2 separate regions of the Mus musculus genome follow, and region 2 is linked to region 1. Evidence: chromatin contacts called from public HiChIP or PLAC-seq data. All regions are on one chromosome and are shown on one strand. Each heading gives the region's core, a stretch centred on a gene start, on an enhancer-like site or on the middle of the called end of the contact. The rest is flanking DNA. Distances are from core to core; before and after follow the strand shown.

Region 1 (2,700 bases), core at 109-2,608:
TGCCTTTTGCCTGTATTCCTGCTGCTGAGAGTGGCTGCGGGGGCACAGCCTGGGAGCCGCAGGCCAACCTGCGGCCCCCACCTTCCCGGGCTCCAGGCAACTAGCCTTTTGTATATACATACTTCATTGCCTACACCTACCTCTCTGATCTCAGTGTCTTAGGAGTGGCTCTTTGCTGTGAACCTGCCTCTCCTACCTGGGTGCTCTCATCCTCAGGAGTCAGTTTGCAAATGCTGGCCAAGTACCCCACCGAACGCTAGTTTTTGCCTAACACTTGCTCAGAGCGTCTCCCAGCTGGTTGATTAAAGGGTCGGAAGCCCCAGGTGGAGCATCTGTGAGCAAATTGATAACCTCTCACGCTCACAGATAATTTTATTCCTATTACCCCCCCCCCAAACAAAACAAAACAAACAAACAAAACAAATCACACTTATTCCGAGCAGAAAAAGTCCAGGTCTTCCTATAGCCGCTGAGCCCTGCTCAGGCCTTCTTTTCCATGAAAACATGTATGTGGTCGGGGGCGGTGGGGTGAGGAGAGAAGCACTTTAGCTCTAGGTCAGCCAGCCTACCTCCTGTGTCAAGGAATTAGTTCGGAATGGGTCCTGGGATCTCCAAGCAGGTGGTCAATCACACAAAGCATTAGTATGGTTGATGTTTGAGGTCTTTTACAAGTAAACTCTGGCTGAAATGTGGACTTCCCTTAAATTCTGGGATTTGTAGTCCCAGAAATAACCTCGTGGGTTATGAATTTAAGAAGTGGCAAGGCAGCCGGGCGTGGTGGCGCACGCCTTTAGTCCCAGCACTCTGGAGGCAGAGGCAGGTGGATTTCTGAGGCCAGCCTGGTCTACAAAGTGAGTTCCAGGACAGCCAGGGCTACACAGAGAAACCCTGTCTCGAAAAAAAAAAAAAAAGAAGAAGTGGCAGGGCGCTCTGACTCCTGGTCTGCACGGAGTTCAGGAAGTCATCCTCTCCTGTAGTCAGGGAAGAGTGTGACTGACCTCAGGACTGGCCTTGAGTACCAGGTAGGCGTCTGGCATAGCCAGTAACCTGTTTTCTTTCTGGTTGGTAGCATTTCTGGGGACCACCAACTGGCTGAGGCCCAGGGACAGAGACGTCTGCTCCAGCTAAAAGGTTAGTTGTGATGTACGTGGCCAGTTGGCACTGTGTAAGCTAAGATGAGCCTCAGCCCCACAAGCCAGAGAACTTGGCGAGGTCCCTGGCACTCCCACTTCCTCAAAGCTATGAGACAGGAGTGTTCTCCTTATGTGACTAGGCATAAGTTCCAAGTGGGGAGGGGACTGGCTCAGCATCCGGAGCCAAAACAAGAATAGAACTGGGAGCTGGGCCTGAAGCAGTTCAGGCTTTGGGCTCTCTGCATCAACACAGCCAGCATGCCTATGATTTCTGTGCTGGGCAAAATGTTTCTGTGGCAGCGCGAAGGGCCTGGAGGACGATGGACTTGTCAGACAAGTCGCAGAGGTGAGAGCAGAGATCATGGATGTGATCTGGGAAGCGATGGGAAACTGAGCAAAAAGGAACACCAGGTGTGGAGAGGAAACTCTCTCTGGTTTAGATATTGGGAAGCAGACTGAAAGGGAGAGACTCGGGTTGGGGCCATTAGGTAATGACTTACAAGGGTGAAACTTAGAAAAATCATGGGTTTGTTGGGAGTGATAGCCCAGTTGAGATTGGTGAGAGGAAAGAATCCTGGGGAGAAGGAGAGTGAGAGGGGGCCAGTGCTGGTGGGCAAATTTCATGCACTTTTCAAGGGTTGAGATGCGGGCGGAGAGGTCAGGGGTTACTCATATTTGGGTATGAGTAACGTAAGTTCTGATGGCAAAATAGTTGTAGAGGAAGGTGTCCTTAGGGATGCCACAGTCAGTTGTGGGATAGGGGGTTTCAGGAGAGTTATGTGCGTGAACTCAGATTGTCTGCGAGATGGGGGAGGGGTAATAAAAAATGACACGGCAGCACGGTGAAAATGGCAGTCTTGGTAGAAGTGGGAATGCAGATGAACACCGTTCCCTCCCGACTCCTCAGTGGCTTCGGACCCTGCCTGGGCTGTGGAGTGGATCGAACTCCCTCGAGGTCTCTCTCTGTCCTCCCTGGGATCTGCTCGAACTCTCCGAGGCTGGAGTCGGTCCCCCCGTCCTTCTTCCGTGGACAGCCAGGACTTGCCAGAGGTGCTGCGCCTTTTCTGTGCATGTTTGGCGGCGGGGGGTGGGGGTGGGGGTGGCGTTCACATTGAGGGTTCGTGTGACCCCTCCCCGTTCCTGCCTCACCATCCTGCTTCGGGCTCTTTTTTCCTGCTAGCGGAGGCGCTATCCGGCAGGCCGCCCCCGCGCCGGTCTGCTCTGCTCGGCGTGGTGCCAGCGGGCTGGCTTGCTAGCGCCTTCGGTGCTGACGTCAGCGCATCCCAGGCCGTATCCCGGGAGACCCTGTTGCATGGTGATGGGTTGCCAGGGAGATATACACCTTTTTCTTTGGGCCAGGGCCGCAGCTGCGCGGAGCGTCGCTGGGCATGGATGGCCCCGGCTGGGGGAAGAGAGGGGAGGGAGGGAGAGCCGGCCAGGAAACACCCGCCAGGTTCCCCTTCCCACAGGCCTGGCCAGAGGCTATCGGCGCCAATCTGGAGGCCCTGTCAGTCAGGTACTGAAGGAGAGGGACGGAGGATGGGCCTGAGGTCAAGGGGCAGGTGGA
Region 2 (2,700 bases), core at 110-2,609, 620 kb after region 1:
TCATCTCTCTTCTGTGTAGCCCAGTCATGGGAGTGGGGGTGGGAGAAGGGAGGGGGAAATCTCAGGAAAGGTTTACCAGGAAGTAGTTTACCACCCTCACTCTTGAGCACACAATGGGAACTCCCTCTTCTGTCTTGAGTCTAAACCAAGGGGCCTTGTTAGCACCCTGATAGAATGCATGGCCCAGTACAGACTGGCTAAAATCAGAGGACCCGATGGCCCCTAGCCTATTTCATTATGCTCCTGCCTCAGGGAGAAATGGCTCAGGGCTGCCTACTTATCAGTGGAGTGGAAGTGGGGGTGGGGGCACTGAAAACTTGTTTTAAGAGCCTCTGATTTCCAAATTGTCATGGGAAGCAGTGGCAGAGGCGGGCATGGGGATGCATGGGGGATGGGGGATATACCCATCTGTGTGTTCTGAAGCCACCATCAGTTAAATTTTGCCACTGCCCTTCCCTTCGCCCAGGGACCAGCTGCACAGAGGCTCTATTTTCAGCAGCAGCAGCAGCAACACAAATGTCCGGCACAGCCAGTCAACTTCCTGGTGTGAAACCCTAGTGCCTGGTCTCCCAGGCCCCAGGGTGCAACAGGCAGACCTCTCAGACAAGGTTCTGGACTGAATACAGTTCTCTGCCTGCTGCTTCCTATCCTAGTGTGACTGTACTTATAAAATGACATGTCAGGCACCGTGCAAAGCGTTGTACAGACATTGCCTCCTTGGTTACTATGGGAGAGGCATGCTGTGTACGGAACAATCATATCATACCTGTTGCTCATAACATTAGTTCCTCAAAGCACTGTTTGCATGGGGAGGAGAAATGGATTTGACTTCTATATTTTGCAGGGAAACTTCCAGATGCCTCAGTCTGAGTCAGGTCTGTGGCAGTCATGTCTACGGTGGACATAACTTCTTCAGACTGCCCATCTTAACTCACAAGTGTGTTTCTGTCCCACTGTTTCTCCCATCAAGAATGAGGTCTTTTAGATGCCTGTTTCTCAGCTTTTCTCTTGCTTGTTCAACCGAGGTGTTTCTTGCCAGGACCAGAGAGGCAGGGATTCTGGGCCCGGCTATGGACTGGCTGGCCACCCGAGGTCTGGCAAACATCCCTTCCAGCCAGGGGCTCTGGGCTGCGGGTCCTAGAAGGAGCTGCCAACAGAGTGCAGGGTTTCAGGGGAAGGCCGTTGGTGCCAGTGGGAAGGCAAGGGCTGGCTGGCCAGAGGCCCTTCTTCACAGCTCAATGCCGGGTGGCTCCTCTACTTATGAGCTTTGTGAGATTTAGATCACTCGGGATTAGCCACAGGTTTTGGGGGTCAAAGCAGAGGTTAGAAAGAGTTCTTTCCCCATGAATCACACTTCCCCAAAATGTAAAACTCCCACAGGAGTCAGCTTGCTTTATAGAACTGGCAGCAGGGAGGGGGACAGCTAGAACTCGTGGGGAGCTTTTCCTGAAGAAACTTCTGGAAATGCTGGACAAAGGAATTTGTGGGTAGGAAAGGAGCCAGTGGACAAAGATTCTCTGGGACAAGTTAGGTGGACTGGAGCTGGCAAGCAGACTGCCACGAGGCTTACAGATACTGCTGGCCTAGAGGGCTAGGCACACTGGTAGTGTAGTGTGTGAGCAGAGTCAAATGTGGCAACTGTGTGTTTCCTTGTTCCTTCCTGGATTGAGCTGGTACCTTCTCAATGACATCGGCAGAATTCTCTTGATGGTCTCAGAATAGCAATGTGCTTATCAACGCCCAAGTCTGGCCACTTCACAGTTCATAGCCTTTGCTTTCCAGCCCAGCATGTGGTGTCGTCTAAATGAGTGAATGAGCAGAGGCTGTTGAGAGAGTTCTTTCAGTTCTGTTGGAGACTGTCAGGGCTAGCCCCAAGCATTAGGAGCCAAGAAAAGCATCAAGGGATAGAGAGATGGCTCAGTGGTTAAGAACACCCACGTGACAGCTCACAACCGTCTGTAAACTCCTGTTCCAGGGGATCTGACACCCTTCACACCGACATACATGCAGTCAAAACACCAATGGACATAAAATTAAAAAATAAATAAAAAATTTTAAAAAGAAAAGCTTCAATTTATTTAAAGAAAAAAAAAATACAATAAAGACATGCCCTCCTTAAGACCCAGATGGCCAGGTGACACTTTAGGAAGCCGTCTTGGTGAGGTTTGTTCTTTTAGGTCTTCATTTCTCACTCACCAGCCTTTCTGTGAGCCCCTGAAGAAGCCCACAACCCAGACAGGGCAACACCCACTCCTGCTGGTCTTTAAAGCAAGGTATTTTGAGGGCTCAGCGCACTCCAGCGAGCCGCTCACTCCCACAGACCCAGGCTTTACAGAGGCAGTGCCAGGACAGGGCTGAACAGGGCTGACATGGGAGTGGCCTTCTGCCCTCCTCCTAAGTTTGGTTCTTGAAAAGAGCAAGGGTAAGTGTCTACCTTGAGGTCACATAGCTAGTAATTGACCCCAGAACCCCATTCCTCAGCTTTCTTTCTAAACTTGAGTCAAACTTTTATTTATTTATCTATTCAATGTGCATTGGTGTTTTGCCAGCGTGTATCTCTGTGTGTCACATGCCCGGGAACTGGAGTTACAGACAGTTGTGAGTTGCCATGTGGGTGCTGGTCCTTTGGAAGAGCATCAAATGCTCTTAGCCTGAGTTAACTCTCTTGCCCCAGTCAAGCCTTTTAGAAGCCCTCTGAGC

What was found. HiChIP or PLAC-seq counts read pairs in DNA pulled down with a chosen protein or histone mark.
Region 2: an HNF4G HiChIP or PLAC-seq map of pancreatic cancer cells shows a contact between it and region 1. The contact joins the enhancer-like site here to the promoter of Fam131a in region 1. A contact is called at or near these places in 3 of 39 promoter capture datasets (the 3T3-L1 cell line, cranial neural crest and hippocampal neurons), 1 of 115 datasets of contacts at active chromatin or transcription factors (pancreatic cancer cells) and 1 of 9 other capture datasets (embryonic stem cells).

Annotation. Positions count from the first base shown.
Region 1 is chr16:20,693,699-20,696,398 of GRCm38.p6, forward strand. It overlaps Fam131a (family with sequence similarity 131, member A), which reads left to right and starts at 1,359. Exons shown (of 6, transcript NM_133778.2): 1 at 1,359-1,479; 2 at 2,041-2,183. The coding sequence starts at 1,392.
Region 2 is chr16:21,317,687-21,320,386 of GRCm38.p6, forward strand. No RefSeq gene overlaps it. Among named protein-coding and RNA genes, the nearest start is that of Gm16863, 22 kb to the left of the region's middle. Within about 2 kb of position 1,360, at least 69 of the 459 cell types and tissues checked have an H3K27ac peak or open chromatin away from gene starts, as enhancers often do.